3 separate regions of the Gossypium arboreum genome follow, and regions 1 and 2 are each linked to region 3. The links are chromatin contacts, called in public Hi-C maps. All regions are on one chromosome and are shown on one strand. The core of a region is the stretch at or near the end of the contact, and the rest is flanking DNA. Distances in the headings are between cores, read along the strand shown. Region 1 holds the start of LOC108461195 (beta-glucosidase 40). Region 2 holds the start of LOC108461351. Region 3 holds the start of LOC108464384 (alpha-1,4 glucan phosphorylase L-2 isozyme, chloroplastic/amyloplastic-like).

The links. A called contact is a pair of places that touch in the nucleus more often than the background predicts.
Region 1: a Hi-C map of leaf shows a contact between it and region 3, with 2.5 times the contacts expected there. The contact joins the promoter of LOC108461195 here to the promoter of LOC108464384 in region 3. A contact is called at or near these places in 2 of 5 Hi-C or Micro-C datasets (both in leaf).
Region 2: a Hi-C map of leaf shows a contact between it and region 3, with 2.9 times the contacts expected there. The contact joins the promoter of LOC108461351 here to the promoter of LOC108464384 in region 3. A contact is called at or near these places in 2 of 5 Hi-C or Micro-C datasets (both in leaf).

What each region holds. Positions count from the first base shown.
Region 1 is chr13:29,746,429-29,750,721 of ASM2569848v2, forward strand. It overlaps LOC108461195 (beta-glucosidase 40), which reads right to left and starts at 2,247. Exons shown (of 13, transcript XM_017760943.2): 1 at 1,781-2,247; 2 at 220-286; 3 at 20-78. The coding sequence starts at 1,918.
Region 2 is chr13:29,626,489-29,630,729 of ASM2569848v2, forward strand. LOC108461351 reads right to left here and starts at 2,749. Exons shown (of 3, transcript XM_017761174.2): 1 at 1,954-2,749; 2 at 1,389-1,510; 3 at 1-1,268. The coding sequence starts at 1,503.
Region 3 is chr13:29,359,984-29,364,259 of ASM2569848v2, forward strand. LOC108464384 (alpha-1,4 glucan phosphorylase L-2 isozyme, chloroplastic/amyloplastic-like) reads left to right here and starts at 1,334. Exons shown (of 15, transcript XM_017764664.2): 1 at 1,334-2,079; 2 at 2,398-2,627; 3 at 2,737-2,838; 4 at 3,091-3,267; 5 at 3,464-3,739. The coding sequence starts at 1,884.

The DNA of each region.
Region 1 (4,293 bases), core at 997-3,496, 390 kb after region 3:
TACGAAGATCATCACTTACAGGATAACGGTGGTACTGATCCACAGCAACATCCGCATTGCTACCATCAAGTATCTTCCCTGTAACATAACATAAGGTGAAATGCTTAATGATCCTATATACATAAATACATGCTTGTTTACATACATACATACATAAGTACGTACACTGAATTGTACAAGAATCATGGCATGGCAAATTACACTAAGAAAAGACATTACCAAAAGCATGCGAGAATGTGTCCCAAATAGTTGGTCCCCTTCCATCCTCCTTCACTGCTCCTTCATACTGGAAAAAAAATATTTTCAACACTAAGTAAAGACATTTCATACGAACAACAGAAGAACCTTGATTTGGATGACAAACTGTCGTGTTGAGACATAAATTAATTTAGAACAGCAAATACTTTGTCGTTTTGTCTTCTCTTTTCCTGGAAAATTCTCCTATTTGGTTTGTCATTTTCCATTAAAGTTTATAATTACAAAAGAATGATAATGATTTGCTGCTATTTTTTTTTTCCTTATATGTAAGAACAGAATTTACTCAAAATCATGACTTTATTATGACTTTAAAAGTGACACATGAATTTGCCACCTCCACGTATTTAATTTCTTTTTCCAGCTTCTTCTTATTTGAGATTGACTTTTTAGGGAAAAAAGTGCAATTTTAAATTATATTATTTAAATCAGTATCTGTTTAGGATATGAATATTTTCCATATATGTCTACACTTAATTTTATTCATATATTTAAAAATACATATATAATTTCATATCTATTTCAAATATGTACTAAATATAAATATCAAAATAAAATATTAAAAAAGAGAGTCAGAAACAAATATATTTGACATAAATTTGACCAACTTTGCAAAAAACCATTATTTTAATTTATTATTTTTGTTGGCGTGATATTCATATGTATGGTATAGAATATTATTATAATTTTATTGTTAAATAAAATTTATGCTCTTTTAATAATTTATATATATTTTGAAATTTCCGAATTTTTATATATATTTTAAATAAATGATTAAAATGAATTTTTCTATCAAGTGAGAGGTCGAAGTCATTATACTTCCATTATAAAATTTTAAGAAGTCTTTTCTACGCCATTCTCTTTCGGGTTTGCACTACAGTTAATTATAATTTATAAAGAAGACAAGAGAGAGAGAGAGAGAGAGAGAGAGAAATATTGAGGAAATTTAAATTAAATAAAAGAAAAAAATGAATGGCTAGAATCCAAAATTAAATAAAGTAGACCAAAACAATAGTAATAAAAAAAAAAAAGGTGGTTTCTTAAAAAAACTAAAAACTGTCTATTAGATTAGAATGAAATGTGAAATTTAACAAATTCATGGGACACCGTGTAATATTTATTCCAAAAAAATAAAAAGGCCGTTAAGAGTATTATCAAATTGGTCCTAGTAATAATATTATAAACATAGAAGGATGCAGGGATGGAGCTGGTAAATGAAAAAAATTGTAATTCTGATCTCTGTTAAATCCTTTCAGTCTCATCCTTCAATTTAGTATTCACGAGTAACCATTATCAACCTCACAAACCTTTTTTCCATTTAATATATAAAATATTAATAAAAAAATCGAATCTTCATCAAAGTTTAATGTTCAAGTTTCATCATTTTCAATTCCTTATTATCGAAGGCTGTTATTTATTCCAAAAAAAATAAAAAGATGATAATAATATACAAAAGAAAAGAAATTGAAAGACTGAAACTTCCATGGATAGTTTACTGTAAAAAAAACTGAAAAAAAAAACCAACCTGGAAAGCAGAAGAGGCAGTCCCAAAAATGAAGCCCTTTGGAAAACTGGCTTTGCTAATATTCTGAGAAAACCCAGCCTGGATTCCCAAAGCTAGTATCAATGTAATAATGGGCAAAGCAATGCCCTTTAGCACCATGCCTTTAATTCAACTATTACAGAAAATTGATATGAGAGAGAGAGAGATATGGAGAAAGATTTGGGTTTGGGTTAATGATTATTTATAAAGGAAAGATAAGTGATAAAAGGAAATGTGAACAGAAAATAAGAAAAGGGGTTGTTAAGTAAAAAAGAGAGCAAGAAATGGAAAAATTAAGATGATGGTAATGGTAATGGTGGTGGTGGTGGGCGGGACGCAGCTAATGAGCCAAAGTTCGAAGTCTTAAAGTTCACACGTTATTTGTTCGAATGGGATTAGTGGGCAAGTTTTTTTAGAGGGTTATACTTTCGTTTCTTTTTTTTGGCAGTTTTTGCTTTAGTTTTGGTTTTGTCTATAAATACGTGCAATTGGGTGTTTGTTTGGTTTTTCTAGTTTGGCAGACCATATATGCATGTCCCCCCACTTTTAATTTTAATGATTTTACATCATTTTCGATAGATATGCCTGCAACCTTATCTTTAAATTTAAATTTTTTCTTAAAAAAAAACCCAATAAAAACATGTCTTTCGACTTTTTATTCAAATTATATTTCACATTTGGATTATGGATAATATTTAGTAGAATTTAAAAACTTTACGAGAAATATTGAGTTGATGATAAGTATATATAAAATATAGTAAAAATATATTAAAAAATGAAATACATAATAAATTTATAATATTATTTTTATATTTAAGTACATTATCATTATATCAAATATTTATCTTTTGGATTACACGTCAACTTAGTTAAAAATAAGTAAAAATTATTATTTTTATGAAATAAGTTAAAGTATTATTAAGATTTTTTTATCAAACCAATGCATTCGTTTAGGACTAATTTATATATATGTATTTTTTTTAATTATGAGTTTAGGTCTTTTTTTTTTATATTTATGAGAATAGGTCAGTGAAAACATGCCCTATAAGATGTGTTTTCTGGCAACGGTAACATCTCCCAATGCTCACAATTCTAACGGCTACATCACCCAACAACCATATTTTTTTCTTATATAAACCTTTCTAAACTTCATTCTTTTCCATTCAAACCTATTCTTTCAATTCTCAATTCTTTCAATAATTTCGTTCTAAATCTTTCTCTCAATCCTATTCTCTTCCATTTTATTTTATTCCTTTTTAATTTGTAAAATGGCAAATCAACTTATTCATTTGGATAACAAGCACATCTCCAATGTCCATTTATAAATAGTAAGAAAATATTGTTAAATTATTATGTTGTTAACATTATTAATTTTATTTTATTTTTATGTTTATATACTCGGGTCAAAGATCGGGTTTTGGAGACATACATACACAATCTAAGTGTGAGTGCACCAGTTGACATTCATGGAAACATGCGAGATGCGAGATTCTTGTATGTGTGACCGCTTCGACCGCCACAGGTGGGCGAGAATCAATACTAAAACAACAATCAAATCCAAATAATTACATGTGGTGTCTGCAAGTATGACAGTTTAGTTGTAATATAATTTGTACAACGGGGTACAGGAGTACTCTAAGGATCGAACCCACAGGAGTCAATGATTGAGCAAATTCTAACTACAAACATGAAAGTTAAGAGTTTAAAGAACTACTCACTAGATAACATAGTACAACAGGCCATGAAATTGAGAGTATTTAAATTAATTAACTAGAATTAACAAAAGGACTAAATCGTAAAACATGCAAAGTAACAACAGACCATATGGATGTTACCCACTATTTATTTTAATGATTTCACATATTTTTTGCTAGATATGCTTGGAACCTTATCGTTAAATAAAAAAAAATCTAAAAGATGCTTAGTTAACATGTTTTTAACATCGTTTCAACCAAAAAAAAAAAAAAAACTTTGTCTTTGTACTTCAAAAGGAAAAAACATGTCTTTGACTTTTTTATTCGATTTATATTTGACTTTTGGATTATGGATAATATTTGGTAGAATTTAAAAATTTTACCAGAAAGATCGGATTGACGATAAATGCATATAAAATATAGTAAAAATATTTTAAAAAAGAAATATATAAAAAATATGAAACACATGATAAATTTATAACATTATTTTTGGAGTTCAAGTACATTGACATTGTACCAAATACTCACCTTTTGGATCAAACATCAACTTAGTTAAAAATAAATAAAAATTATTATTATAAAATAAGTTGAAGTATTATCACGATATTTTTATCATACCAAAGCATATTTAGGACTAATTTATCTATATGCCCTTTTTTATCATTTATTAATTATTCAAGCTTTTTTTATATTTATGAGAACATGCCCTATTGGATGTGTTTTCCAAACCCCCCCCCCGGTGGTCACAATTCTAATGGCTACATCCCCCAACAACCATATTTTTTCTTATATAAACCCTTC
Region 2 (4,241 bases), core at 1,499-3,998, 270 kb after region 3:
ATCATCTAGTTTACCCTGCAAAGACTGACTAATCTCAGTTTTCATTCCACCAGCATGCAAATTGGCCTTTGTGTCAACAAGACTATGAGAGTCAACCATGTTTGGCTGAAACTCAAAAGACATACATGAGTCTTCTTGTACATTGAAATCCTCCACAGTTCCAAAAACCTTGTCCATTGGTTGAAAAACAGGATCGAACCAGCTCTCATCAAATGACTTTGTAACAGGTCCTTTATACGGAAGGTTGATACCATAATCCTCCCTTGTTGCAGCACTGCTATAATATCCAACATAATTATCACCATCAGAGTCACCACTATCATCATCCACATCATTGTTGTCATAATCTCTTGCCTGATCTTCCATATCAGCAAGAGACTCAATCGCAGAGTCTTCATCTTCCTCTAAAGCTTGAACTTTATAAGACGGTTGATTTCCACACAACTCATCATCATCACTGTCGATGTCCAGACTACTGGATCTGTTCTGAACAGCTCGCCTCTGAAGGATGAAGACATTGAAATAATAGCTGACAAGCTCTCTCTTAGATCGTGATGGGAAAACCACAGACAAGTGCTTCCAAAACTTCTTACCCAATGACACAGGATTAGTGTAAACAACCTCACGAAAGATCTCTTCATCTTCTTCACTCCATTTATATGCTACATCCTCTCCCATGTTATAAAACCCCAGTTTCACGAATTTTTCATGCCCAAGGGATTTTCGTAGTAGTTTTCGTGCCTCCGTAACATGCTGTTGCACACATCTTAAAGAGCCCCTATCCAGGCAACTACAGTCGAATCTTCCAGCACCAACTTTATCACTGCTGTTAGCAGACAAATCTAAATCTGGCAATGGAATGATACATGTCCCCATCTTATTATCTTCATTGTCAATATCTGCAGCTTTAGATGCTTCATTCTGTGCAAACTTAATATTCTTTATGTGCCTACCCCATGATGGAACATTGGCTTGATGATTTGGCCCAAGTGGAACTTGTTTTCGAGGAGACCGATCCAAGAGTAAATAATAGTCCTCAACAGGAGAAAATGTTCTTCGTGGGAAATTGAAGTCAAAATATTCAGATGAAACAGGTGAAATTGCTGTTACACCAGTGCTTATATCTTCCTCACTAGAAGTGCTAGTGACCAAAGATAACGGAGCACTAGTCTCAAAATCCTCGTCAACCAAATGAGCAACATCATTAAGAGCATCACTTTTAAATTCTTCATACCACTGGTGTTTATGAAACCCACCCTCAACTTCTACTGTATCAAACAGAAAAGATCAAATCAATATTAAAACTATACAGCAGAAAATGAATCATTCACATAAAAACAATAACAGTCACCCTTTACATGAAATATGAGGCTTCTGAGGACTATTACCATGGGGAGTAGTATCAGCAAACCGAGTCAGCTTGTTATCATAGCCAAACTGTCTTGGATTCTTGAAAGGAAGTTCTTGCAGGTCCTCATCATCAAAAGGCCGCTTAAATCCCATTTACCACCTGCGTGACAAACAATTAATTATAAACAGAAGGTATAATAGTAATAGTTTTAATAAAGAATAAAGATAGAGATGCAAGTCAGCAACATAACAGCCAATGCACAGGGGAACATAGTAAGACAATAACATAACACTTTCAACTTCAAGAATAAGTTTATGTCCAAGGAAACTTAAACAATAAACATTTGCCGGAACTCATTTAACCAAGAAATTTTGATATAACCTTACTGGGAAGAACTGTGCTATTAATATTAATTATAATGCACGTGCCATTTCTGTCTACAAGCATAACTAAAAACAAAGATATTCTACCTCTTATAAAATAATTAATCTTACTTTGGTGAGCTGAAAGGGGTAAAATACTGACAATGTCACTTATGAAAGCAAGAATTAACACATTAAACACAGAAACTTGAGTAAATTTAAATAATTAAAGTCAATTACCTTTAAATTTTCTTAAATTGAAGCTTTAGTCTGCTAGAAAGGGCACTAAAAAGCCAGGGATCAATTAAAACCTTAGAATCCTCAATTGAGATGTGGGCAGCCCTTAATTATGCACAAAATTTGATTTCACTACGGGAAGAAGCGTTTTCCCCCAATTAATTTTGACTACCGGGGCAAGCCCTAAATTGACAAGAAAACCCTAACCCTAAAATACGAATTCGCCAAGGAAACAACAAAATCACGACAAGAAACCCCTCTAAAAGGTAACACCGCGGCGTAAAACACCAAAACCCTCTAAGAATTCCATATAAAAACGAACCCTAAAGTACCGAACAAATCTAAGCCCTAAAAGGAAAACGAATCGCGAACAATCGGACAAAATTAAACCAAATCAAGGAGGGAAATCAACACGAATCGAAGAAAAACCCAAAACCCACGAGAGATCGAGGGAAAAAAAAAGCTCGATCGAAGGGATCTAAGAGATTGAAGAGCCCTAACCCTAGTTACGCGTAAAATCAACAGCTGGGATAGAAAGAGAGATCGATCGAAAGGTAAGAACAACAATCGAAAAGATATTTACGTGATTTATAAATTAGAGGAAGAAATTGGGAGAAAATCGGAGATTGATTTTCAGGTTAATTTGGGGATCGAGAAAGAGGCGGCAAATAGGAGATAGGGGGAAGAGACGACACGGTTCGAGGGCGTTTCTTTATACAAAGCGGTCTAACAGGACCGGATTGGGTTAATTAAACACACACGCACAAAAAAAAAAAAACCATTTTGATTCCTGATCCTAATTTCAAAATTGAGTATGAATGATGAACCCGCTCCTTATTAGCCATAGAATATATATTTGGTTAAAATATGTTGTTAGTCCCTGTACTTTTAAAAATAATTATATTAGTCCTTATACTTTAAAAGTTAAAAATTCAATCCCTACTTTTTCAATTTAAGAATCCTAATCCAATCATTATTGTTGCTGGTAGTTTCCATCATAAAATTTCAATTTAATATGCTTATTTTTCATCAACTATACATATATCACGTCATATGAACGCAACTTAACTAATATGTCAACAAATTTTGACAAAAAATACTAACAAAGTTAATGACTGAATTGGAATTTTGAAAACAAAAAAGTAAGAGGGCTTGATATTGAATTTGATCAAAGTACAAGAATTGATAAAATATTTTATCCTATTTTTTATATTAGACTACATTTTATATTAAGGTTAATTATATTAAATATCTCTAAATTGTTATTCAAATTTTAAATTATTTTAAACTTCAAACTATTTTAATTGAATTTTTAAAATATCAATATTATATCAATTAGGTCTTTTGTCAATCTAATTATTAATTTTAAACTTAAATGCTAACTTAAAATTAACATAAAGTATATTTAAAATATGTTAATCAAATGTAATTTGCAAAAAAAACATATAATCTCAATAAAATTTATAACTATGTAATAATATGAAATATTTTAACTATCAAAATTTAAAGTAAAATAATTTTTTAACTATTTATTTTATGTAACCTACTTCAAACTATTAAATATATATTAATATAGATAGTATTTTAGATCGATATGATAATATATATTAACTAGTTTTCTTACCTTAAACAATGCATGAGTTGACCATATTCATTTATTAAATAGGATATATTTATTGTTGATTTTTTATAGAGTTTGCAATGTTTGATAATTACAGTACTATGATTAAGAGTTTATAATAGTATTTATAATAATAAAGAAATATTTATTGCAATGTTCCAAATTTCATGTTTTTAAGTAAATTTCTATTGTAAAATCACTTAGAAAGTTTGTATTATGAGAGATATAAATTAAGTCCAAACAAATAATATTTATATTTATAAGTTTTTATTCAACTAATTTAAAATAATTAATTATTTATAAAATGATCATTCTCCACAGTGTCCTTCGGTGCCGCATGACACATCGGTGAAATTGCCTTCAATCATCAATTTAAAAAAAAAATTGGGTGTCACCATTGTGTTAGGTAATACCAGTCTGTATTTTTCAAAATACCCGTCAAAATACAAGTATTCAGAGAAAAAAAAAAATTAATGGGTGTCGCCAGTCTGTCAGGCAACACTAGTAAATAAATTTTTAAAAAAATATATTTAAAAAAAATTAAGGGGAAGCTTGTGATCATGCTTGCTTCGTTAGTGGTTCTTGTCTTATTGGCTTGTTAGTGTTACCATTAGTGGATGAAATATTATTTTAAAAAAATAGTTTAAGATGAGATGAGAGTGAGAAAGAA
Region 3 (4,276 bases), core at 84-2,583:
CAAAATCTCACTAATTGAACAAATTGATATACGGGTTAGCTTAATCAAGCTCTCATGATAAAAAAAAAATCTATAAAAATCAAAGAAAATGGCTAAAAACTTACTTGTAATGTTGACCAAATGTTACTTCGATTTTGAAGCTTTTCTTCTTAACATAACAATGGATGTGGACGGTGGCCTTTGGGAAGAATATGATGAATTTTGTCATCTTTTCCTACTAAGTTTTACTTATATACTTAGATTAATTTTAGTTAATCTTAATTAGTTTACTTAATCATGATTAATTAAACTCTAATCTTTAATTAACCTAAGCTAATGATAGTTAACATCATATCCCACTATCATCCATTTTGAATTGGTCAACTAGCCATTTTAGTCCTTAGGATAATTGCTATTTAAGTCTTCAAGTCTTTCCCTAATTAAAAATCTATAACGATTAATTTTTTACAATTTAATTCATGGGTCTTAATTTGAACTGCTCATGGGTCAGCTACACTGCTCATTCAAGGCCCTTAGAAATGTGAGAGGGTTTCGGTAAAAATATAGGCCTGAAAAATGGGCTTAGACAAAAAAATAAGGTTCGTTTAAAAAATGGGTCGGGCCTTAGGTAAGGTATTTTTGGCCCGAGCCCGGCCCCACCCGAATTCACTAAATGACAAAAAAAACTGCTCTTTTTTTTGTTATTGAATGTTATTTTCTTGTTGTTTTCTCCTTATTTTGCTACCATATTACTATTATGTTGCTACTATTTTGTTGTTATTGTTTGGATATTTTATAAAACTTATTTTTATTATTAATTTTGTTATTATTTTAAAGGCATTTGTTAAATTTATTATTATTTTAGATGTATTATATATATATATATTTAAAAATTATATAAAATAATATAAAAATTAATACTGGTCATTTGTGGTCAGCTTGAGTTTTAGTATTTTTATTTGGGTTGGGCTTGAAAAAAATTTTAAGCCCATTTTTGGGCCCGGCCCAGCCCGAACCCAATAAATGAGCTTAAATTTTTAGTTGAACCAAGTCCGAACCCGGCCCGACCCAACCCATGAACATCTCTAGTCTTAATTAATCACATTTTCAACTAAATTTTTAAACACACATTATTGTAAAAATTTAAATCATTTAAATAAATAGGGTGGATAGGAATAGATTATGTGAGAAAATTTGGTAAAAGCTAAAAATTTTGGGGTTGGCTTCACTAGAATTTTCATAAAGTTTCTATTTAAAAGCATCACATTTTTTCATCTTTGCTGCAAAATATCTAATATCACGACAAGATGGCCTCTAATTAAGATGGTCCCCCCGCCCTTTCTTCTCCTACCCTTTCAACAACCAAACATATGCTTCAACTTCTCCCATGTGACCAAAATCTCCTGTTTTCCCCTCTTCCAACGGTCTTAATTTAATTTGCTCACTCCATCCTCCTTTAACAATTAACCTCCAACGCAATCTTTGATTTTTTTTATTTGCTCAGAAATATCTGGTTTGAAACATGCTATAATCTCCATTAATGGCATCATTATTACTTTTATCAAATGCTTTTGACTGCAAACAAGATGTTAATGACACCCATTTCACTAGCAAACAAGAGAGTTACTACAAATCTAAATAGCACTTCATTTAGCAAAATGGCATCCGTTAATTTCAATAAACACGATATAACTATATTGTTAATTTCCCTCGTTTATTACATGAGAAATTGAGATAATGATCATGATGATGAAGAAGAAGCGCCAAATTGAAGATAAGACGACAAAAGCAACACTCTTTCTTTCACTCATTTTTTTTTTCAATATCATAGAAACATTCTTACTCTTTCTGAACTGAAGGGAAAGGTAGTGATTGGTGGAAACTGATAAAGAAAACCAGGAACAATGGCGTCTCTACCTTTCTCTGCAACCAGTTTTCACTCCACCTTCACTTGTTTTAACTATAAAGCAAGGAACCCAAATTTATTCTTCCTAAAAAAAGGTTCAAGCTTTACTTTATCAAGGAGAAAATTCTTTATTAAAAGTGTTGCCAGTGACCAAAGGCAGGACCTCAAAGAAGAAGGTCAAATCACTGAAGAAGGTTACTTTCACTTTTTAATCACTTAATGCAATTTCATAGTATTTTTCTCTTTATAAACCTATTAGTAGGCAGTGAAGGGAAGGTTTTGAATAGTTTTGTAATGGGGGCTTGAAGGGTTTTGTACCCTAGATTACTTGGTTCAAGAATTCCTAATATATAATGCTAAAGTGGCTTTTAGGGTCCTCTTTTTTATCTTTGTTTTTCACTTCTTTCCACTAATGGATCTCAAAACCCCCTAATATGTTGATCATGGTGTTTTATTGATCTTTTTTTTTGGTCATTTGAATCATTAATGTGATATGTTGATCTGATTTGCAGCTTCTCTAGATACATTTGTTCCAGATTCTGCATCCATTGCATCAAGTATTAAATACCATTCTGAGTTCACACCCTCATTTGCGCCGGACCATTTCGAGCTCCCCAAGGCGTTCAAAGCAACAGCCGAAAGCGTCCGAGATTCGCTTATTATAAACTGGAATGCTACATATGCTTACTATGAGAAAATCAATGTGAAGCAAGCATATTATCTTTCTATGGAGTATCTACAGGTTAATTTGGCCATAAATTTGTCCACTTTTTCCTGCTATTGATTTGGTTTTTGGAACCAAATTACTTGGCCAAATGTTTGTTAAATATTCCCAGTCACCATTGATGCAGGGTAGAGCTTTGCTGAATGCCATTGGTAACTTAGAGCTTACAGGAGCCTATGCAGAAGCTTTGAAGAAACTGGGGCACAATGTGGAGGATGTAGCTAGGGAGGTTAGATCCTTCATGATTTTAAAAACACTTATATTTAGCATAATAATGCCCGGAAGGTTGAAAAAAGTAATGAACTTGCTTAAAATGGAAAATTTAATTATCCAAGAAAGACCTGGCAACTGTAATCAGTAAAGGGAAACAAAACCTTTACATGTTTTACTTAATGGTGAATTCCTTTCAAGGAAATTCTTTATGCTTTGCACATTTTTGCTTTATTCGAGTTACTGAAGATTTCAGTTTCTTGCTGACCAGGAACCAGATGCTGCACTTGGCAATGGTGGCTTAGGACGTTTAGCTTCCTGCTTTTTGGACTCCTTAGCAACATTAAATTACCCTGCTTGGGGATATGGACTTAGATACAAATATGGATTGTTTAAACAGTATATTACAAAAGATGGTCAGGAGGAAGTCGCAGAAAATTGGCTTGAGGTATCTTTTTATTACAAGATTATATTAAAGTTATGTGTCCAACACGAATATTCTCAAAATTTTCTATATATTTGGAGCATCATATCCCATTATCGGTCTGAATATGTGTTGGACAAGGTACTTCAGGCATTTCTTAAGAGTCTAGTTAGGACATTTTCTTGTTTTCTTAATTATTATTTATTGCTTATCAATGCAGATGGGAAATCCATGGGAAATTGTGAGAAATGATGTGTCATACCCTGTAAAATTTTATGGTGAAGTCATTTCAGGCCCTGAAGGAATCAAAGAATGGGTTGGAGGAGAAGATATAACCGCTGTTGCTTATGATGTCCCTATACCGGGATATAAAACTAAAACTACAATTAACCTCCGACTATGGTCTACTAAAATTGCACCAGAAAAGTTTGATTTAAGTGCTTTCAACGCTGGAGATCATGCCAAAGCTTATTCAGCAATGAAGAATGCAGAAAAGGTTTGAATTCACACTCATTCATTCCTTCATGCTTTTGATGCACTTCAAAGCCAAGAAGTTCTTGTAGTCTTGGGAGAAACAGGACAATGATATTGTGTGATGACTGAGATTTGGAACTCTGGCTTGCATACTGCCTGTACTGTATTGAGATTCGGTTGTCACCTTGAGTATGCTTACATCAACGGAATTGTCTTCTTTAGACACCAGCAAGCCCTTTAAGCTTTCTCACTTGAAGGTGCACCTTCCTTTTAAGGAGAGGTCCTTAGGTGGAATCAAGGGAGGGTAACAAAGCTTTGAGCGCCTGCAGGATTCAAAGAGGACAATAATTTTGATGTAGGCATATATGAGCTGACAGCCAAATTCCAATAAGTACGATGATATGGGGGAGATGTCCAAATTCCAGTCGTTACATGTTGAATTTGAGTGCTTTGAATCACATATTCAATCTGCCTTCTGAAAACATGTTTACACTACTGAAAGTAGTCTGGGATTTTCTTCATAATTGATCCATTCATTGTTACAAATAGTCATTCTATC